Linked DNA regions of Zea mays: region 1 is linked to region 2. A link is a contact called in public Hi-C data. All regions are on one chromosome and are shown on one strand. The core of a region is the stretch at or near the end of the contact, and the rest is flanking DNA. Distances in the headings are between cores, read along the strand shown. Region 1 holds the start of LOC100216960. Region 2 overlaps LOC100384198.

Evidence for each region. A called contact is a pair of places that touch in the nucleus more often than the background predicts.
Region 1: a contact with region 2 is called in a Hi-C map of an unstated tissue, with 3 times the contacts expected there. The contact joins the promoter of LOC100216960 here to the enhancer-like site in region 2. A contact is called at or near these places in 7 of 25 Hi-C or Micro-C datasets (ear, leaf, leaf mesophyll and 1 more) and 1 of 3 datasets of contacts at active chromatin or transcription factors (seedling).

What each region holds. Positions count from the first base shown.
Region 1 is chr3:199,102,530-199,107,383 of Zm-B73-REFERENCE-NAM-5.0, forward strand. LOC100216960 reads left to right here and starts at 1,848. Exons shown (of 8, transcript NM_001317378.1): 1 at 1,848-2,170; 2 at 3,133-3,342; 3 at 4,024-4,277; 4 at 4,463-4,733. The coding sequence starts at 2,036.
Region 2 is chr3:198,950,325-198,955,743 of Zm-B73-REFERENCE-NAM-5.0, forward strand. LOC100384198 reads right to left here. Exons shown (of 9, transcript XM_020549945.1): 9 at 4,268-4,924. The coding sequence ends at 4,633. Among protein-coding and RNA genes, the nearest start is that of LOC100384198, 13 kb to the right of the region's middle. Within about 2 kb of position 3,472, at least 2 of the 20 cell types and tissues checked have an H3K27ac peak or open chromatin away from gene starts, as enhancers often do.

The sequences.
Region 1 (4,854 bases), core at 598-3,097, 150 kb after region 2:
ACAGAGCCTGATCCCTCCAATACAGAGTGCCTTCTCTTAGCCAGAGGAATCAGATCCTGCTGTCATGGTGTCATGCGACGAAGTGGCGCCGTGTTGTTGTCGACACTTTTGCTTTCTGTATGGACTCGTGTATTTACAATCGGAGTCAAAGGTCTCAACTCTCAATTTACATACATGGACAACATTCAACTCTACTCATTTAACTTTAAATTTTGCATCGTGTGTATATCTGATCCCTCCGCTGCCGCAAGGCGAGCGGCTCGGTGATCGCGCGCCGCCACTCCACCACTGGCCCTCGGAGATTGCTCCCTCCTCGAGATTGTCCCCTCCACCTCACGCGGCACCTAGACGAGCGACCTCACGCCATAGGGCCAGCGCACTCGACCGCGACCCGAGTTTCGCTTCGATGCTATCTCGGACGGCTAGCGGATGTTGTCCTCCATCTCATAGTAGTATAACACTCATTTGTATATAAGTTATTGTGATATTATATGTTCTCATTGCAATGCACGAGCCTCATCTATTAACACATTGATTATTAAATTAAATTTGTTACCTCTCATATTATGCTCAGATTACTTACATATCTTCTAGCAATTTCAAATGGGATGTTATACAGAATATTGGAAATCCTTCATTGAAACGAGCTTCCTACTCATGTATTTTTATATATTTTTCCAGCATGCTCTTATCATATTAATACGAGGTAGTGGTGTTCGTTGCATCTTGCAACATTACTCCTGCGGAAATGATGTCACTGACTCATTGTATAATTTCTCTGATGGATATATGATTAAAGAATGGAGCTGCTCTGGATATCACTAAGACTGCACCTGTTTTTCTCTACTACTTATTAAGGCTGCAAGGGTAGCCTGCCTCTCTGGTTCTGTCGTTCTGCCTTCGGTCAATCTGGACCGTCCGATCACATGGGCCCACAGCTGACCGCCGCCCAGTAACCTTCGAGCTCTGAATCAATCACGCGCAATCCTTGCTCTGCCAGCCGCAACCACCTCCGCCCGCGGCCCACCCGCATCGCTAGGGACGCTCAGAGTCTTCTTCCAACCGATGATGTCGATCTCTGGCAGCGGTTTCATGTGTGGCCCTCTCCACGTTCGTGCGTTCGCCATTCCCATTCCATTCCCCTCGCGATTTAACATTTATGGAAATATACAAGAGTACCTCAACCTATTATGGAAAAAATAGATTAAATAAACAGTTATGCTTATGTTTATTTTATATTTATTGATTTAAATATCTAAACTATGATGTTCTATGAAAGATCATTCTTGAATTTTTGCCTTTAAATTGTCTTGTTAAATCTTGTATACTACACTACTCAGAGTGCTCGTGCGTCATAGGTCCGAGTTTCTCTTCAACGTTATCCCGGACGGCTCGTGGATGTCGTCCTCCATCTCATAACAGTATAACACACATTTGTATATATAAGTTATCGAGCTATTATATAATCCTGTTGCAACGCACGAGCACTGACCTAGTATATATATATATTAAATTTATCATATTTATTTGAATATAGATATAAAAACATGAGCTAAAATAAATACTAGACAGAGTGAGTATATTATAAAATTAGAGCGAAAGTGAGAAATTAAAAAAAACCAGAATCGTATATTCATACAAAAGGCAACGGTAACACACCACAGTTCACCCCCAGCTGGCGTTGGCCCGCAAAAACAAACGGAAATAAATCAGAGAATCCCCTGATAATCAATCCAGTCCACCCATCGAACCGAACACATTTTCTCTCTCCTGCGGCTCAGCCCACCACCGAACCCGAGTGACCCACACACGCAGACGCATTCGCACCAAAGAAAGCGAGGAAGAAAAGAAAAGCAGGGTCGTGACAGGACGGGGGGAAGAGAGACCTCCACTCACGGACTCAGCCCCCGCCGGAAAGCACTGAGCTTCCGAGCGGCCCGCCGCGAGGAACGCGTGACCTCGCCGCGCGCTGTTGCGGCTGGGCGGGCGGCGCATTCAGGATCTGCTAGGGTTCCCCGCCGGTGGGGTCCTGGCCATGGCGAGCCCGCGCTCGGCCGGCGGTGACGAGGCGATCTGGATGAAGCTGCGCGAGGCCGGGTTCGACGAGGACGCTGTCAGGCGCCGCGACAAGGCGGCCCTCATCGGCTACATCTCGCGGCTCGAGTCCGAGGTAAATCTCCTCGCGACAAGGAGGCCGTCAGGCGCGGTATTTTGGTTTATTGCTTTATTGGCTTGGTAGTGTGCGGTTCTTTGTTACCTGGTCTAGCAGTTCAACTAGTCCGGTTCTTTCGAAGGGAGGCGAGTAGGATTTTCCCGTCAAGTTTTGTAGAAAGAACAATGGCGATATTGTGTCGTCGGGGGGAGGGCGGGATTTAGGGGAGGGAAATTTAATTTTGGCGTTTTTTTTTCTCGTTGGCTTGTTGCTCCCCCCACCCCAAATGTATTAGGTACGACGATGAGCTGGTCAAGTCTGAAAGAAGCTCATATTTTCCATTAGCTGTTGGTATTCCTGTATTCGTAACGATTCTTCTATGGATCTTGCACTTTGAGTTTCAGGGGTGTAACCGTTCAAGCTCTTCTGTTTTGTCTCGTGTTTCCCTGGGTTTCTTTCGGTATAGGCCGCGATGATACGCGTTTTCAAATGCTGTAGCTACAGCAGCTAGCTCGCCATGTGAGCTAGGTAGGATGCACTTGTTTTTCTAGCATATTGCAAAAACATGTTTACGAACTATTTCTGGAGGCTGCCACATAAGCTGGGTCCACCGGTTCCTACAATTTGGCTATGTGCATTACCGGATGAGTCGTTTAAAATAATTAATTGCCACAGTTATTGTGATAACATATGGATTTATTTTCTGGATATTATATGTTTTTGGTATCACTTAACCTTCTTTACATATTAACTGAAAATATTACGTGGTATTCCGATTGATATTGCGATGTGTTTCTTTCTGTGCCTGGGTGGTGAAAAAGTTATCTTGTTATGCACTATATTGTTTAACTGGCTGTTTCTGCTTATTTTGTTAGGCATCTTTAAGGTTTGCATGCTTTATTCTCTCGATAGATAGACAGCGTGTGTTTTGCCATTAGTTGCTTGGTTTTTAATTGAGCCCAAAACTTTTTTTCCTGCAGATCTATGAATATCAGCACAATCTTGGGCTTATTTTATTGGAGCGGAAGGAGTTGACGTCCAAATACGAACAACTCAAAGCTTCTTTTGAAGCCACTGAGATCATACTCAAGCGAGAGCGAGCTTCGCAGCAGTCTGCTTTATCTGAAACAAGAAAGAGGGAAGAAAACCTAAAAAAAAATCTAGCCATTCAGAAGGAGTGCATATCAAATGTAAGATTCCATTTCAATTAATCATCGAGATTTTATGGACGTGAAATATGATGTTCTCCCTTGGTTTGTCAAAATGTACACTAAAAGCTAATGTCATAAACGTGTAAGATGATGTTCTCATTAGGTTTGTCAGATTATACATCAAATGTAAGCTTGCTGTCAGTGTTTTTAAATCCTAAGGCGAGGCAAGGTGTTGGACCGCCGCCTGGACGCCTAGGTGGCGCCTAGGCGGGCAAGGCGCCTAGGATTTCTGGGCATTGGCCCACCGCCTGGACGCCTAGGCGACACCTTAAAAACACTGCTTGCTGTACTTTTTTAGTCAGACGTCTCTGAAGAGAAGCTTGTTGTGGTTTTGGTGCATGCTAACATAGTGATATCAATTTGTTCATGTAAAAGTGCAGTGATGCAGTGAAGTCTGGGAGATCTAACACAAGAATGTCTGATAGTAAAATCCCTTGTTCCACTAGTATCTTAGTTTTGTGTGCGATTAAAACTTCTGTTTCTTGCTGAACATGAGTGAAGGATTATTTTTGAAAAGTCATATAAGCAATATTTGTTGTAAGTTCTGTAGGATGCTAGCAAAAGGTTACTCTTGATTTGTCTTGGTATTTGATTTCTCAGTTAGAACTGCGTGAAACTCTCAAATTAAACTCTGGTACTGACATCATGTTTTGAATGTAGCTTGAAAAGGCACTTCATGATATGCGCGGGGAAACAGCTGAAATAAAAGTTTCATATGAAGCAAAACTGGCTGAATCCCTTCAAATGATGGAGACGGCACAGAAAAAGTTTGATGAAGCAGAAGAGAAACTTCTCACTGCAAAATCATTAGAAGCAGACTGCATTCGAACTCGCAACACCTCTCTGAGAAGACTGCAAGACATTGAAGATCGCGAAGATCAGCTAAGAAGATACCAAACATCTTTTGAACTTGAGTATGTATCAACTTTCTTGTGAAATTATGTTGGAGTTCCTAGTTTATTTTGAGTTCATTACCAATTGCATGTCTTACCGATTTAGTAATTTGTGAATTGTGCAGTCAGATATTTTGTTCAGAATGATGTTTTTATCTGTCGAAATATCTTCTGTGCGATTTATCTAAATCAACATATTATTGCAGGAATGCATCGAAAGAGAAAGAGATTAACCTCCTGAGGAAATCGTTGGATGATACCAAAAAAATTTTGCATGAAAAGGAGCAATGTTTACTGAAAGAACAAGTACTTCTTAATCAGAGGGATGACAGCATCCTTGAGAGACTTGCGTACATAACTAGCTCAGAGAAAAGGTTGGAGGAGGAAAAGTTAAATCTCGAAGATGAAAGAAAGGTTCTTTTGGAAGAGAAAAATAAGCTGGATCTGAACATGCAGGCAATTATATCCAGGGAGGAAGTATGTGTTGTTTCATTTTATTCTTTTTTAGCTAGCAGAATTGCATTATGAAGCTTATGACAGAAGTTTGTTTCACTCTTCTATTCTTAGCAGTTTGTTACTGAGATTATGACATAAAATG
Region 2 (5,419 bases), core at 2,222-4,721:
TGCGCCCATCGGCAGCAGAAATCAGCCAACGACTAGAGGTGGTTGGGAGACTATAAATACCCTTTGTTGCTCTTATCGCTTGGATTGGCCTTTTCTTTTCCCTTCTATTTCTCGAGTGACTTGTAATCGAAGCAAGAGACACCTAAGTGTGTGGTGGTCCTTGCAGAGTCTAAGTGACCCGTGAGATTAAGGAAAAGGCTCACTCGGTCTAAGTGACCGTTTGAGAGAGGGAAAGGGTTGAAATAGACCCGGTCTTTGTGACCTCCTCAACGGGGACTAGGTTTTTTGGAACCGAACCTCGGTAAAACAAATCATCGTGTTCACTCGCTTTGATTCTCGTTTGATTTGTTTTCCCTCTCTAACGTTTCCCTACTAGTATTGATGTGAGTTGGCTCCCATACGTCATCCGCATTCTTTGAGCAACTCTTAGCAAGAGAAACATTCTTTTGACTTAAATTTAATTCTAACGCTAACTCTGGCCTTTAGTGTGTATTTAAGTTTGTAAATTTCAGGTTTCGTCTATTCACCCCCCTCTAGGCGACTTTCAGGTATCCAACTTTATGATTAAGTTTGGAGTGAGAAGATGGGCTAGGAACATGTGCAAAAAAAAGTTAATTGACTAGAAGTAAAAACATCTGAAAGTAAGTTACCTTAGGAGCGATTTCGCCTTTGACCCATAACAAACAAACCGTTGGAATCTTGAAGTTCATGAAAATTTCTCTGTTGACCTCACACTTCAGCACATTTGTTGCCTGCACCTTTTCCTCATCTGAAAGTTCTTCAATTGATTCTAGAAGATCCAAACACTACTTGATAGAATAGTCACCTACTTCCTTAGTTGTCTCATTGAGTTCATTCATAAATATTGTTGTTTCATTTGCCCTAATGTCCACATAGTTTTGTAAAACTCTAGCAATACTGAGCTTTCTTTTCTTCCCAATCCTATTTTCTAGGTTTTTAGAGCAAGATGAAGATGGTGTTTCTATCTCATATATGTCTATGGGTCCACTAGATGGGATGTGATCATCCACATTTGCAAGGAAACGGTTAAGGTGAGAATCATGAGCATCAATATCAATAGTGCTAACATGTTCAGTTGGTTGGGGTGCTCGTTCAGTTGATGTGAAGTTTAAATCACCTGTAGCAATGTTTCCTGTTTCACATAGCAAATAGATTCAATTCCATGTGATTCACATAGCAATGTATATTTAAATGGCAGATTAACAGAGGCACTTCTGATATAGACAAAGAAATAACACAAATGACTCTAAAAGAGATACAAAAAGATTTTTCTTTACTACTGTATTCTTAAACAAAGCTAGCTAGTTGCCACTCCACTAACGGATTGGTCTTTAGGAAATCAATTTTAGGAAATCAATGAATTATCCTAGTTTTATCTAACTTAATTAATTGAAAGGTATGCGATACAAATATTACAATACCTTAATGCAATTTTTAAATTATTATTGAACAGAACTGCTTACCCATTTCAAAATATTCGACGAACACGACTTACAATAAATCATAAAATTAAAAGACCCTAATCAGATATGATCTTTTAGCATTCGACCCAAACTATGTCGAAATAATGGAAGCTTAGAAAATATCTATAGTGGTCCAAACGGTCTAGCTCTAATTTAGCGAAAATTGCAAAGTGTGCAAAGGGGTCGACCGAGGGAAGAGGATCCCCTTCGCTCATGCACGCATGCCTCTTGGTGACTGGGATGTGACTTAGTTTAGGCTCTAACACTGCCCTGTGTGGCTCGCCACTCACCAGGCGGAGAAAATATTAGAGAATAGGCAACAACAATCGGAGAACAGGCAACGATAGTAGATCTTCCTCTTACCTCTCTCCTTCATAGTTGCAGACCGCATCACTGGCTCCGGGTCCACTGCCGACATGTCCCGGTGATGGAGAGGGGTGATGAGAAGCCTGAGGGAGTGGGGATGGAGGCAATGGAGCCTGGGCGAGTGGGGATGGAAGCGATGGAGCGTGGGCGCGTGAGCAGCAAAATGGATCTCAGCCGCCGACACAAACCCCAGCTGTCATAGGTGCTACTGGACTGCGAGAGTGACGGATGAGACGAGGGATCGAGAGCCACCACGAGAACGGGAATGAGAAACACAAGTGCAGACTAGTTTTTTTACTTCCCCATGGATCAAGGTGGTTAGGAATAAAAAGGTCTGTGACATTTTGGCCCATGCCTCATCTAAACAGGAGCCCGAGATACGTGGGGAAGAGAAGACGTGGGCTTTACCCCTCATGCGGATTGGGCTGGGATCCCTGCAGGGATTGGGTCATACAAAGGAGCCCTTAGAATGCTTGGTGTTATGGTGGAGGCGCCTAGGGGCCTCTTTTATAGCCCCAAGGGCCAAGGAGTCGTTGCTCCTCCATTTGGAAGGCAGTGGTTGCCTTCTGTCTGTGGGTGCACCGGACAGTCCGGTGGCACATCGGACACTCAATCCGCAACACCACCGAATCGTCTGATTGGCCGCCTTCCTTTTCGGGTGGGCACCAGACTATCTAGTGGCACACCGGACATGTCCAGTGACCCTTCCCGACCGTTGCCTGCTGACGTGGTCGGCACTGATCACGCGGTCAACCATTGGAGTTCGCGAGGAGCCGTTCCGTGCCTAACACACCGGATTGTCCGATGATTTATACCAGCGTGCCTCGGCGTCTTTCCCAAGTGCAGCGGCTAGTTTGGGCCCGGAGACCAGGCTAGCACCAGACTGTCCGATGTGCCCAGTCTGCCCCAACTTCTCCTGTTTTATACCAAACTTCTTTGCTTCTTTTTGGCTCGACTTAAAGAGTTCCCTAGCACTTAGATGAGCATAGTTAGCAACTAAATCGATTGACTAAGTGATAGAAACATACCTTTATCACTTTGTTCCATAATGGTTTGCAATATGCTCAAACTCAGTCCAATTGTCACTTTACTTGCACATAGAAGTTAGTAGCCAAATAGCAGTACATGGAACATAGCATAAAGTGAGTGCAACTTATTTAAACACTTAAACTTCATGTTTTGTGGTTTTATCCAAGGTTGCACTTTTTGGTCCTCTAATCCAACTCGTTTGGATTTTGCATCTTCAATTTGCTCGATTAGAATCTGAGCTAATCCTCACACCAAGATGTTTAGTTCATAGTGGTGTGTTGAGCAGTTAATCACCAAAACGCTTAGAAATGGCCCAAGGGCACATTTCCCTTTTAGTCCGGCAGTGTCGTGGCCCGGTAGTGTCGCTCTGGTGCCAAATCTCATGAGCAGTACCAAGATGTCTTACTCGATCGGACTTAGAAAGTGAGAGACATGAGAACAAAGCATGAGTCTTGTTGTTCATAGCATAACTCATGGCTATATGCTTGGAAGAGAGTGGCTCAAACAACAAGGACCATGTAGGTGTCATCAAGATAGATCTCGCATACCCTTGATCCAATACTATGAAGATATGTGGACATATGGATCTTCCAATATGGGTAGTTCGATCCATAAAAGTGGTGGCTTGCCAAGACAATGCTCCATGTCACCTTCTTGGATCAAAAACTAGCTAAGGTGAGTTGATCCTTAACCTGCTCTAACTAATGTCAATTGAAGCATCAAATTATGTGGCCATAGGAGGGATGAATGAGAGCCAACAAAAATCTTTGCACCTCATCACTCTTATCTTAATTTCCGAAACTTCACCCAAACCTCTAGAACACCAAAAACCTCACAAACAAAACAACTAGAGATTGATTGCTCAAAGAAGTTCCTAGAGTGATGTAAGAGGAAACAACTAGATCAAGGATGGATACTCAAACACCTAAGCCCAATAACATGTTAGTGCCACTCCTTGGCCCAATAGTACCCTCCTTAGCCCAAAAGTCCCACGACCCAACAATGTCGTTCTTGTTCATGTTTCGCTTGGATAAAACTTCAACCATAGCTACATAGAGGATTCAAGGATATTCCAAAAACTTAGGATTCAAGGCTATTCCAAACACTTGAACTCCAAAAGATTAAACCGAGAATTATGATACCACCTTGGGCTTATCAAATCTTATTTACCATGACTACTAATAAGACATCAGCATAAAGAAGCTTTTCAAAACTAAATTTGTTAGAGAATTATTTGTGGCTCAAAATATCTTCGAAAAGCTTAAATATTTTGGCTATTTTATGTACGGAGAAGTTATTATTGGATAAAATCCATATTGACACCATCATCAACGACTTCGCATATATATACTTTTAAAGTAATACCGTAGTATGAAAAACTTAAAACCTAAGGTAATACCATACTTTTTATTTAACTTGTTGATTAATATGAATATTTTTTAGCTACACCTAGAGTGTTTGTATTAGTAACATTTACATATTAAAAATAACTAAAAAACTTCTATTTTAAATCTTATCCTGGGTCCCTAAAATCTCATAACGGCCGCTGCCTGCTTCTCTACACTCAAGAACATAGCATTGGCAAAAAAATGGCGATCTTCATAATACTTTCACATCTCCACACCCGTGAATAAACATCATCCTCTATGTAGTGTCAAAGCAAGGGAGTAATCCAACGTCATGTTATAAGACCATCAAAATTGCACAGGGCATTCTTCACTGATCCATGTAAGGCCCAGCCAACATATATAGGCTAACAGCTAAAAAAGGAACGAGCTAAATATTGATGCTCGCTGCTTAACTGGACAAACCATTCAGAAATCTGTTTCATTTCCACATCGAAGGAACCTGATAATTGTCTACTTCCAGTGGCAACAATTTTATCAAATGGCAGTGGAAGGACGCTGACCAATGCACCAATGGCAGTAAACTGAACACTTAAACTCCATGATTTTGTAAAATGTGCCCCTGTTAACAATAACGATAATTTGTTCCTTAGCTTACTAACACTTCTCTCCTCGTAACCAACATCATCGACAAATGACCTATAAATTGGGACATGAACAGAGTACATCAGGAATAAATTTAGAAATTAGAATAGTCAGAACAAAAGATATACTTGGAACTTGCATGAATATATATATATATATATATATATATATATATATATATATATATATATATATATATATATATATATATATATATATATATATATATATATATATATATATATATATATATATATATATATATATTGTATGCACGCGTGTGTACTCGTGCTCGATCCAAACGACAAAATAAACATTCATTGCAGAGACCTAAACATTTTAGATCATGTTGGTTTTAGCTTGGATGATGGAATACTGAAAATTAATATCTCAATTTTCGGGGAATGGGGAAAAGGTAGAAGAAAGAATGTGCCAAGGTCCAGGTGTTTTAGACATCACACATCTGAAATTTTGCAATTGCCCTACAGGGGAAGTCACCAAACAGCTATACTATATTATGATCTTTAAATCAACCTGTACAGTGAAATA